Linked DNA regions of Sus scrofa: region 1 is linked to region 2. Evidence: chromatin contacts called from public HiChIP or PLAC-seq data. All regions are on one chromosome and are shown on one strand. Each heading gives the region's core, a stretch centred on a gene start, on an enhancer-like site or on the middle of the called end of the contact. The rest is flanking DNA. Distances are from core to core; before and after follow the strand shown.

Region 1 (6,661 bases), core at 1,966-4,465, 310 kb after region 2:
AAGAAAACATGGAAGCAAAAGTGGAACTAAGACACTGTTGTGCATAGGATGAGATATGCTAAGTGAAAAATCACTATCATTGTACTTCATCTACACTCTGGAAGGCTTTTGGGTCAGAACGTACGGGGCATGTTCACTAAATGACCATAAAACAAATTACTAGAACTTTCTCTCCTGTACCGTGGGGATCTGCCTAATCTACAGAGGCTTTCTGATTACTGTGGAACTTATTAAAAACATATTCAGGAGTTCCTGTCCTGGCGCAGTGGTTAACGAATCCAACTAGGAACCATGAGGTTGCGGGTTCGGTCCCTGCCCTTGCTCAGTGGGTTAATGATCCGGCGTTGCCGTGAGCTGTGGTGTAGGTTGCAGACGCAGCTCGGATCCTGCGTTGCTGTGGCTCTGGTGTAGGCCGGTGGCTACAGCTCCGAATGGACCCTTAGCCTGGGAACCTCCATATGCCGCGAGAGCGGCCCGAGAAATGGCAAAAAGACCAAAAAAAAAAAAAAAAAAAAAATATATATATATATATATATATATTCAGTTCCCCAGGCAAAGTGATAAATCTACATCCTTTAAGGAATTGTAAAGGGTTCTAAGCAAACGCTCAAGGGTCCAAGTGGCATCTTTTGTACAAGCTTGAGTTGCCAAGAACAAAACATACACAAGGGTACCAATAACACAGATGTGACCTTTTTGGGGGAAATTACTACACAGAATGTGGTATTCCAGAAATGGTAATTTATACATCATTATCACTTCATTCTTACTTCTTAAAAACTGGGTTTGTTTATCCTGTGAATCGTTTCTTAATGCTGATGTAATAAGGCTGATTTCTCTCCACACCACCGGCTGATCTGGGAAATTCACAAACCTATTTTTAAAATGAATGCATTAAATTAAAATGTCAGATTCCATACAGCATCCAAAAAAAGAAAATAAAACATTAGCATTGGAGAAAAATATATTTTACCCTATTCCACATGAATACAATCACGTACCAAAACAAACCAAGACAAAGATATAAAAATAAAAACTAAGGGACATTCCTGTTGTGGCTCAGCAGTAACAAGACCAACCAGCATCGGTGGGTTCAATCCCTGGTCTCAGTCAGTGGGTTAAGGATCTGGCGTGGCCGTGAGCTGTGGTGTAGGTCGCAGACATGGCTTAGATTCCAGTTTGCTGTGGCTGTGGTGTAGGCCGACAGCTGTCTCCAATTCAACCCCTAGTCCGGGAACTTCCACATTCCATAGTGCATCAAAATTTAAAATCTACCCTTTGACCATGAAGATCTAAGAATATAGTTTTACAGGGGAAAAAAAAAAAAACCTACCAAAATGTGACTATAAAACTGCTTACTGAAACGCTGAATATTATCTCAAGTAGCTGAAAACTATCCAAATGTCCAACAATAAGAGTGGTTAAAAAAAATGCTATGCAGGAGTTCTCCCTGTGGCACAGTGGGTTAAGTATCCAGCTGTAGCGAGTTGGATAACTGTGGGAGGTTTAGGTTGGAACTCTGGCCCAGCACAGTGGGTTAAATGATCTGGTGCTGAGGCATAGGTTGCAGCTGTGGCTTGGATTTAATCCCTGGACCAGGAACTTCCATATGCCACAGTGTAGCCATAAAACGAAAAAAAAAAAAAAAAAAAGAGAAAAAAAAAAGGAAGAAATGTTTTTCAGATCTGAAAAAGAATGACATAGATCTCTATATGCCTACATGTGGGCCAAGAAAGAAAGCTGCAGCAAAGTGGGAATAGTATGAACTGTCACAACCCTCCCCCCATTTACTGATGAGTACTGTATGTCTACAGACACATATATACACACACTTAACTCTGGTTAAGGTTAGGATGGACTCCCACCTATTGTTCTCTACACTCCAGTACTGTCTGAACTTCTGCAAAGTTAAATTTTCCAAAATAAAATAAACTGGATAGTAGAGTTTTAACACGAATAAAACCTAAGAAGACCTCTTTGCATTAGATATGGCAGCAATTAATGCAAGGCCTGGATCCGTGACTGGGTAAGCTTTAGGCACCCCATATGCAGGTGAACTTGAAGATCTTCCCTCAGCTCCTACTTCCAAGGACAGGAACAAAACCTCCTGAGAGACCCAGCGGCGTCCCCACTCACATGTCGTAGAGCAGCCTCCCGGCGGTGGCCGTCCGCTCTGCGTTCCGCTCAATCGTGTACATTTCATACTGCAACACAAGTTAGAGCCAGGGGTCAGGCCCTTGGCCCCGGGCCAGCCCTGCTCACCCCCTTCGGCCCCCACCCCGACCCCTGGAGGTCCCAGAGTCAGGCATCACTTGGAGACACTACCACAGGGCTAACAGGCTCACTCCCAGCCCCGGTTCCCAGATGGGTGCAGGAACGGCTCAGAGATAGCAGGTGGCCACTAAGATCAGAATTACTGAAGGCACCTGGCGTCTAACACTGTAAGCTTAGGCGCTTCTCGTTCCCCTGATACACGTATACACTTTGATTGGCTGCAGATGTGGCGGCGTTCCATCCCCTTCCATAGCTACAGCCCAGAGTTATCGCTGGTGCTCACTACACAGCGCAGGAGCTCTAACCCGTGGGAACCTCAAACACCGCCCCGCCCCCATCCCGCCCCAACCCACCGCCGCGGTCCGGACCCAGGGGCCGGCTGGCAGCTTTCCCCGGCCGCACGAGGCGCGGTCCGGGCCGCAGGATGCTAACGCTCCCCTCTCCCGCGCCGGCCTGGCCTGGGGAAGGGCCCCGGGGTCCTGGGTGCCGCCCCGCGGGGCGGCCCCGGGCAGGGCGGAGGGGGGCTGGGAGGGCGCTCCCACCTGAGCGCGCGGCCCTGCCTCACCTGGATGTTGAAGTCGGTGGGGTAGAGGCTGCGGGCCGTGATTAGCCAAGCCTTGGCGGCCCACAGGTCCTGCTGCACCAGCTCCCGAGCTCGCTGCACCAGGAACTCGCAGTCGCCCTGGGCTGACATGACCCCGGCGGCGTCGGGCGCCCAGAGGCAACCGGACCTTCCGGCTAGGAGACACCACCACTAACTAGTGCCGCCGACGCCGCCGACGCCGCCGACGCCGCCGCCGACGCTACTGCGCATGAATGGAGTCGGGAGGACGTCCGCACGTGGATCCGGAAGGGCTTCCGGGTTTTGTAAGCAGCCTTTTCGTGTCGGTTCTCCGCCTCCGCCCAGCCCCTTCCTCTTTTGAGGAGCTTGGGTGTTGGTCCAGACTCTTCCAGGTCGCCTCCAAGACGTGGAGAATCGGATTCTCAATCTTGCGGACTGGGGTGTGACCCTGGTACCTCCAGGGAGCATGCGCAGAGCCTGGTTCCTCGGCGCCGGGAGGCGGGCGGTTGGTGCCGCCCCCAGTGGCCGGCGCGTCCCGGCGCCCTGAAGCCACCGCTGGGGCGGGGCAGAAGCTGGAGGGCGGAGGTTGACGCGGAGTCGCTGCTGGTTCGAATGGACAGAAAAGCCTGCGCCAGTTTGAGTTCGGTGGGAACGCCGGTGCCATGGAGCCTCGGTACCGCCCTGTCCCACTGTTGTTGCGCCTTTATTCCCTGGTTTCTTCAACAAACATTTATCGAGCGGTTGCGGTGATAGTCCTTGGAGAGTGCTTTGCTGCGTGCTGGGGAACTCCAGAGTTGATTATCCTGGTCCAGCCGGAGTTTACATCGTTGGGGATGGCTGACCTACAGAAAACAGCTGTTTAATCATCTCCTCCAATCGAAATCAGTGTCCTTTTCACCAAATAAAATAATCTCCCTGCTCTCGTGAAGGGAGGCCGCACTCAGGAGCCAGAGGCGTTTATTTGCCTAGTAGGAAGAATGTGCCAAAACGTGGGTTCTAAACATTTCATTGGAGTTTCCAATCCAAAGTCTATACACAAGAATTTTAGCAAGTTCTAGTACCACTGATAGCTTCTATTTGGATCCAAGATTAGAGATTCAAAGCTGCTTTGTTTGTAGAAAGAAGGAAGGAAAGAAGAAAGAAAAAATTACTATATACTTCTATACATCGAAAAATTGTACACATGTTAAATATGAATGTATACGTTGCACAGTATATACATTGTGTACCAAAAGTGTTGCCTGCTATCAAGCCATCAGCCACTGTAGCACGACCCCCTCAGTTCCTGATGTTGCCTCATGAGGGGAGTTCAGGATGGAGAAAAACAGGATCCAGGCGCTAGTTAAGATGCATATCTAAGGAGTAATTTCTTTTCTTTTTTTTTTTTAAGGGCCCCACCGGGGGCATAGGAAGTTGAGTGGGAGCTGCAGCTGCCAGCCTGTACCACAGCCACAGCAAGGCCAGATCCAAGCCATGTCTGCCATCTACACCACAGCTCATGGCAACAATGCTGGATCCTTAACCCACTGAATGAGGCCGGGGGTCAAACCAGAGTCCTCATGGATACTAGTTGGATTTGTTACCACTGAGCCACAATGGAACTCCCTCTTCTCCCTGATTTTTAGCTTGCAGACCTTGAAACCTGCATTTTCCTCTTAGAGTAGCTGCCTCCTCCTGGGCTTATATCCTTCCTACTCATGCTAATGCCTTGCTTGGACACTCAGCATGTTCAACATCTTTGCTTCTTACCCACCACTGTATCCACTGTTCAAATTAACAACCCTGGATCCATCCTGTGGTATATTTTCTTGGATTGGATGTTGTGACTGGCTTGAAACAGGTACAATATATATTCAATGAACACTAAGGAGGCTGTTCTGTTGGAGAATAGCACAGATTGATATGTAATAACAGCACAGATTGATGCTGTAATAAATTCTTGGTTTTAGTATCAGTTTGGGTTCTCAGCTTCTTTCACCTCCCTTCTTCCAGTTAGGAACTCTGGATCTATGAACTGACAGGAGTCTGGGTGTTGGATACTTTCTGTATAGTCATTCAACTAAGATTTCTGCTTACCTGGCTTAGATTTTCTCTGATTTTTTTGTTTGTTTTTGGTCACACCTGTGGTGTGCAGAAATTCCCAGTCTAGAGATAGAACACACACCACAGAAGTTACAATGCTGGATCCTTTAACTGCTAGGCCACCAGGGAACTCCTAGACTTTCTCTGATTTTTTTTTTTTTTTGGTCTTTTTAGGGCCACTCCCTCAGCATGTGGAAGTTCTCGAGCTACGGGTCCAATCAGAGCCAGAGCTGCCAGCGTACGCCACAGCCATAGCAATACCAGACCCAAGCTACATCTGACCTACACCACAGCTCACAGCAGCGCTGGATCCTTAAACCACTGAGCGAGGCCAGGGTCAAACCTGCATCCTCACAGATACTAGTCAGGTTCATTTCCACAGAGCCACAGTGGGAACTCTCTCCAATTTTTTAGATAAAGCCATACCTTGGTGGAGGCTGTCCATCTATTTTATTCTTGGGAACTTTATGATCAACTAGAAATTGCCAGAGACCCTGAGAGGCTAAATGCTCCAATGGCCATTCTGCCCTGTGCTTTATTATGTTAATTGTGCCCACTTTGTCCCTGCTGGTCCTTGCTGGTCAGGTGCCACCACCTGACCTCTACCACACAGGGGACCCATTATTCCCACTGAAATCAGGATACCCAATTCAATGGCAGTATCTCCCAGTAACATCTCTGGCCTACAGAGGACAGTCAGATGATTTTTATGGATGCTGGTGCTCCCTTCACTAAAGCATTCCTGGGCCTCCTGGGTTGTACAGTAGGGGTTGGCTGGGCTGGGTGCACATAGTGAATTAACACCAGCATCCCATCTCACTAAGCCATCAAACTCCTCTAACATATGCTAGGAAAGTTTCAGCATCTCAACCTGGGCCGTCTAGGAACCAGGTTTCAATCAGCTGTACAAGCAAACCCTTAGCACCATTTGGTACCGTAACAGCCATTTCAGGACCAAAGCAAAAGAGAGAGCTGCAGCTATGGTAACAGATCCAATTGCATCCAAAATGTCTGTGATGAATAGGGATATTGTATGCAGCCCCTGACAACGCCTATTGGAGCAAGACATATCCATTTGACAGGCAGTTCCTTGGCTGCTACTGGATATGTTGAATCTAGAATTCTTGGCAAGTGCACTCATATTGATCAGTTTCGTCCTCTCTAATTTTATAATCCATCCTATTTGGTCAATGCCTTTATTGTCCATTCCAAGGATCTTGTGGCTGTGAGTTGGTAGAATCCTGCAACTCCTTTGGAATATACTTTTTCTCTTCCTGAATTAGGTTTTGTGATTCACTCTTTAGGATGTATAGGAATTTCTTTTCCTAAAAAAAAAAAAAAAAAAGTTTTACTTGGAAATAATTTCAAACTCACAGAAACGTTACAGGAATAAAAATAGGATAAAAATTATCCATACACCTGTTAGGGGTTGAATTGTATCCCCAAAATAGATATGTTGAGATCATAACCTTGATACCATGGAGTGGAACCTTATTTCGAAATAGGGTCTTTACAGAGGTGATCAGGTTTTTCGCTTAAGGTCTTTAGCTTAGGCCCTAATCCAATATGACTGGTGTCCTTAATGCAAAGGGGAAATGTGAGCACAGAGAAACACGCAGGGAAAATGGCACAGGAACATGAAAATGGAGATGAGTGATGTGTCTACGTCTAAAAGCCAAGGAACGAAAGGTTTACAGCAAAGCGCCAGCAGCTTTTGCAGGCGAGAGCCCTGGAACAATTTTC
Region 2 (5,921 bases), core at 1,739-4,238:
AGCATCCTCTTTGAGTAACTTGTTGTTGCACTCCCTCTTGAAGCAGTCTGGAGTAAAATGTTCTGAACAAATGCTGCTATACTTGGTGGGCTTAAAGTTTTTTCTTCTGACAGCTGCCTCCCATTTTTTGCAAAGACTAGGTCGAGTAAGAGGAAACCTAAGAAGACAACATAGTTCAGTTTTCTAACCTTATTCCAAAAAAGGGCACATCCAGACTTTCCTGCTTTGGAAGGAACTAGCTTATACTGGTGTTAACACACCAATGAGTATTTGATGAAAATGCTAACTTTGCTCATTTTTGGGGGACAGTTTTTAGTTGTGCCTTTATTACCTTAGTTTGTTAAAAATGGACTTGTTTTGGAGTTCCTGCTGTGGTACAGTGGGTTATCGATCCAGCATTGCACAGCTGCGGTGTAGATCACAGCCACAGCTCGGATTCAATCCCTGGCCCAGAAACTTCCATATTCTCCCAGTACTGGTGCAGTGATTAAATTAAAAAATGTACTTGCTTTAAAATCCTATAACTAGAATTCCCGTTGTGGTGCAGCCGAAACAAATCTGACCAGGAACCATGAAGTGCGGGTTCGATCCCTGGCCTCGCTCAGTGGGTTAAGGATCTGGCGTTGCCATGAGCTGTGGTGTAGGTCACAGATGTGGCTTGAATCTGGCATTGCTGTGGCTGTGGCGTAGGCCAGCAGCTGCAGCTCCAATTCCACCCCTAGCCTGGGAACTTCCATGTGCAGCTGGAACAGTCCTTAAAAAGACGAAGGAAAAAAAAAAAAAATTGGAAGGTGGGTAGCTGAACAGCCTGCGATGGTGTCACCACCTCCAGACCTACTCCCTTGACTTTGAAAGTACTGGAGGCCAATCCATCAGCTTTCAGAAATTCTAATAAATCAAGAGTAATATTAAGATATCACCCCCTCAAATGAATCTGGAAGTGTTGTGTTTCTCCCCTTAGAAGGGAAACAGCAACACTCTCAAGATTTCTCTATGCTCCCTCAGCTCTCTAGTGTTACACCAAATGTACAAAAATGTATCCACATTCCCTGTTAAACATAAAAGGCCCCACCCTCCAAACTGAAGGAATACTTAAGATTTTGCTCTTGAAATTATTTCGCTATAAATCGTATAATTTATCACTGGCTTTTATTTCTTTAGCTATCATCCATTTACGGTTGAGATTATTGCAAAACACTTTTTATGTGATAACATCTGTAAATATAGAATTTGGCTGAATGAAAATGCCATCGTGCAGACATCGGATTATCATTGTCACTCTACTTTTCGGCTTTCTTTGGAGAGACCTGTTTCCTCCTAGGACCTCTAAGGTGAAACCGGCCCTAGAACTGGGAACGTGTCCCCCTCCGAGGGCTTCTTCCAGGTCCGTGACAGCCCGGCTGATTTTATCATGCACAGTGTACCACTACTGCCCGTTAACATAGTGTGCTCAGCCTGGAGCTCTCTCTAAAACTCAGCAGTCCTCAGGAGCAGAGTCCAAAACATCCTCCCTGAAATCCCGCCCACGTCAATGCCTAAATGCTGTGATGCTGGACTCCCCCCACCGCAGGGGATCAAAGTTCGTGACTTCCCGGCTGTTTCCTCTTCAACTTTACGGCTAAAGTGGCATTACTACCTGGCTTCTCTACGACCCTGGTGGTGAGACCCAGCTGCCTCTCGGTCTGGACACCCCACGACTCACGGGAATTCTAGGCTTCGTGGGTGGGCCGCGAACTAGCTACCCTGAGCTCCGCTAGAAACTGGAGCGCGAGGAACAGCCTCCGCGGCGACGCAACCGAGAACGCGCATCCCGGGGCGGAGCGCCGCGGGTGACGCCAGGGGCACGCCCACCGCTCCCCGTCCCAGCGCCAGACGGCGCCCCGCCCCTCCCACTAGGTCTCGCGCGGACACGCGCCTGGCCCCGCCCCCGAGCAGGGCCGCGCGCCCCCAGCCCCTGCGAGGCCCAGGAGGCGCTCAGGATACTTACTTGTGGAAAGAAACGGGCTTGTCCTTGTCATATCGGTTCTTGCAGCCGTAGGCGGAACAGGACTGCACCATCCTTCCGGTCCTGGTTACTTCACTTCTGCCGCCCCAGCAGGCAGTTGAGGCTGCTATCAATGTCGTCGCGCTCGACTTTGACACCCTCTCTTCTTCCGTAGCTTTGGTCAACAGTTACAATGACGAGAGGCTCACTCGGGAGCGACTAATGTGTCCGTTTTGTTGTTTGCATTAGCAGAAGGACCACAGCCATCGCCCGTCTCCCGTCTCCAAGATGGCGGAGACAGCTTCAACCTCACCTCTCGCGAGGCGTTAGTCCTACTGTCTCTTGATTAGCCCTGAGGTCAGAGGTAACGTTTCTTGGGAAGCAGGCCATTGGCTGAGTCCCGCCGCGCGGCGGACTGAGCGTTGCGGAAGTGGGCGGGGCCTCCGAGCTTCCGGAAGGAAGGAGTAATTACCTGGGAGAGGGGGGTGGGAGCGCAGGACCGATTCCGCCCCGGCGGTGCTGCTTGGGGTTACTTATGCTGGGCGGTTCAGATTCGCGGCACTCTACCGTCTATTGGGTCTGCTGGCCTGAAGCAGGACAGGTGTAAAGCTGAGGTCGTTGCATAATTGCCTTGTTTCTCTAAAAGGGCGGTCCCAGATGGCGTGATGTGTAAAACTTGGTGGACTCCCTTCCCGGCCCGCTAACCTCTCTTACCTGCTTCAGGTATTCTGAGGCTTTGCGGAGCCCAGGTGAAGAGTTTAGCCAGGAAAGCCCGCACCTGCACACACCGCGAGCCCAGTCTCTAGGGGCTTCTCTCACTAATGCTGCAGTTATCTTAATGATCTCCAGGTGCCGTGTTGGGACTCGCCAACAGCTGCAGCCCTTTTGGCCGGCTCCTTTCGTCTGTGTCGATAACGGGCTGTTGAGTAATCTCATGGCTCATAATTTCTTTTTTTTTAATTGGTGAGCAAGACTAGCATAGGCCCAGTCTTCGTAGCTTAAGTCCTAGTAAGGGGAAACAGACAATAAAAATGTAAATAAAATCACAGTGTGCTCAGGTGCCTGAATACATTAGAATGCCGAGATGAGGGTAGTAAGGAGAGGGTCACTGCCTACTCTCTGAGAAGGGAATGTTAAATCTGAGAACCAAACAACGGGTCGGGGGGAGAGGGTTTCTGCCACAAGAAGTGCGTGCTAAGGCCTGGAGGCAGTAAAAAGGTCTGTCTTCTAGGAACTGAATGGGGCCTGCAATGGCAGAGCCCAGTGAGTGGGTGGGGGCATACTGCAGCGTGAAGCCGCTGAGCCATTTTAGGCGGGGAGAGACATGATCTAATAAACGTTTTTAAAAGGCCATTCTGGGGAGTTCCCGTCGTGGCGCAGTGGTTAACGAATCCGACTAGGAACCATGAGGTTGCGGGTTCGATCCCTGCCCCCACTCAGTGGGTTAACGATCCGGCGTTGCCGTGAGCTGTGGTGTAGGTTGCAGACGCGGCTCGGATCCCGAGTTGCAGTGGCTCTGGCGTAGGCCGGTGGCTACAGCTCCGATTCGACCCCTAGCCTGGGAACCTCCATATGCGCGGGAGCGGCCCAAGAAATAGCAACAACAACAGCAAAAGACTAAAAAATAAAAAAATAAAAGGTCATTCTGGCTATTATGCCAAGAATTTATCAGGGAGGGGCAACAGTGAGTGAGCAGACCAATTAATAAGAGCAGACCAATTAAGAGGCTGTTGCAAGCAGACAGGAGATTGGCAACTTTGGACCAAGGAGTAGATGCCTATGCTAACAGGTAGAAACACCAGGGCTTGCTGGTAGTGGAAACAAGAATGAGGAAGACACAGAGTTCCCACTGTGGCGCAAGTGGAAACGAATCCGACTAGGAACCATGAGGTTGCAGGTTGGATCCCTGTCCTGCTCAGCAGGTTAAGGATCCGGAGTTGCGGTGACCTGTGGTGTAGTTCGCATACGCGGCTCGGAAATGGCGGTGCTGTACCTGTGGTGCAGGGCGGGCAAGCTCTAGCCCCGATTAGACCCCCTAGCCCGGGAACCTCCGCATGCCTCGAGTGTGGCCATTAGTGGCCCTAAAAAGACGAAAAAAAAAGGAATGAGGAAGGAGTTCCCCCTCCCTCCTGGCTCAGTGGTTAACAAACCCGACTAGTATCCGTGAGGACTCGGGTTTCAATGGGTTGAGACCCGGTTGCTGTGGTCTACCTCACGTGTTTCTCGGATCCCAATTGCTGTGGCCGTGGCTAGCAGCTACAGCTCCGATTAGTTCCCTAGCCTGGGAACCTACATATGCTGCGGGTGAGGCCCTAAAAGGAGAAAAAAAAAATTAAGATAAAGATATCAGGGGTAATTTAAGCTTGAGTTTTGGGTGTGAGCATTTTTTTAAAAATTGTTTTACAACGTTCAGCGGCTTAATGTGGGATCTCAGTTCCCAGAACAGAACTGGGGCCATATGGGTGAAAGCGCCAAATCCCAACCAGTAACCCACCAGAGAACTTCCCACTGGCTTGAGCATTTAGATGGATGGATGGTGGTGCTTTTTACCGAGATGCTGATGGCCTTAAAAAAAAAAAAAAAAAAAAAAAAAAAAAAGAGCTATGTCCCCTGACAGACTAGTGGCCTTGGAGGGGTGGGTAAGTTTGGAAGCTGGGTCATCAGCTGTGGGATCCTAGGACTGAGGAATATCTACATGAAAGAAAGTATCAGTAGTTGGGCGGGGGGAGTCAGGAGCCCTTTTGAAGTTTGTGGTTTATTTCAGTTTGCTTGGATTTGCCTCTGCCAAGTTCTGCTCCTCCTCCCCTTTCTTCTTCTGGCTATCTATAACTTGGAAATGAAATAAAAATTTCTATTATTTGTTGATTGTTATCCTAATGTTTCCTTCAAAATGGTAAATTTACTAGTAAAGTGAATTGCATGTAATTAAGAAATACATATCACTGAATTGAAATGAATGTTACATTTTTCTTTGTAAAAACAACCCCCCAAGCTAAATTTTCACTGTATGGTCTGTAAATTGATTTGCTGAGTGGAAAAGTGATATTCAGAGTTCCCATTGTGGCTCTGTGGTTAAGAATCCAACTAATATCCATGAGGACACTGATTTGATCCCTGGCCTCACTCGGGGGTTAAGGACCCAGCATTGCCGTGAGCTGTGGTGTAGGTCACAGACACGGCTCAGATCCCCGAGTTGCTGTGGCTATGGCATAGGCTGGCAGCTGCAGCTCCGAATGGACCCCTAGCCTGGAACTTCCACATGCTGCAGGTGTGACCCTAAAAAGCAAAAAGAGAAAAAGAAAAAAAGAAATCCCAGCATTCATTCTTTCTGGGCCCATTATCTTCGTGTGGAGCGTGCGGCTGTAGGAACTGGGGAATTCTTAATTTGGAAGCCATTAAATCCTAATTTCAGCTCTTTGAATCCCCTGAAAATGAACCCAAGCTATACACATGTGTATATAGGCATTTTTCTAGGGCGTTGTCTATAGTTTTCATCTGATGTTTCACAGAGAAAACACAGACACTTGCCCATTCCTAAAGTCTCTTACATCTCTAATATTCTGGGATTAGTGAAACAGATTAAATTTCACATAGATATAAATTATAGGTTTTCTCTAAAATTGATTAAAAGAGTGTGTTTTTTTTTGTTTTATGGCCACATCTGCAGCATATGCAAGTTCCCAGGCCAGGGATTGAATCTGAGCTGCAGCTGTGACCTACTGCCTTAAACCCACTGCCCAAGGCTGAGGATTGAACCTGTGCCTCTACAGCAAGCCAAGCTGCTGTAGGTGGATTTCTTAACCCACAGCACCACAGCAGGAACTCCAAGTGGTTTTGCATGTGTGTGTGTGTTTGGCCATTCCCTTGGCATGCAGAAGCTCCAGAGCCAGGGATTGAACCCAATCTACAGCAGTGACAATGCCAGATCCTTAACCAC

Evidence for each region. HiChIP or PLAC-seq counts read pairs in DNA pulled down with a chosen protein or histone mark.
Region 1: a contact with region 2 is called in an H3K27ac HiChIP or PLAC-seq map of alveolar macrophages. The contact joins the promoter of INTS10 here to the promoter of THAP1 in region 2. A contact is called at or near these places in 2 of 2 datasets of contacts at active chromatin or transcription factors (alveolar macrophages and skeletal muscle).

The regions. Positions count from the first base shown.
Region 1 is chr17:12,084,605-12,091,265 of Sscrofa11.1, forward strand. It overlaps INTS10 (integrator complex subunit 10), which reads right to left and starts at 3,216. Exons shown (of 17, transcript XM_003134201.4): 1 at 2,840-3,216; 2 at 2,137-2,204; 3 at 771-874. The coding sequence starts at 2,968.
Region 2 is chr17:11,770,333-11,776,253 of Sscrofa11.1, forward strand. It overlaps THAP1 (THAP domain-containing protein 1), which reads right to left and starts at 2,989. Exons shown (of 3, transcript XM_003359869.4): 1 at 1,988-2,989; 2 at 1-157. The coding sequence starts at 2,058.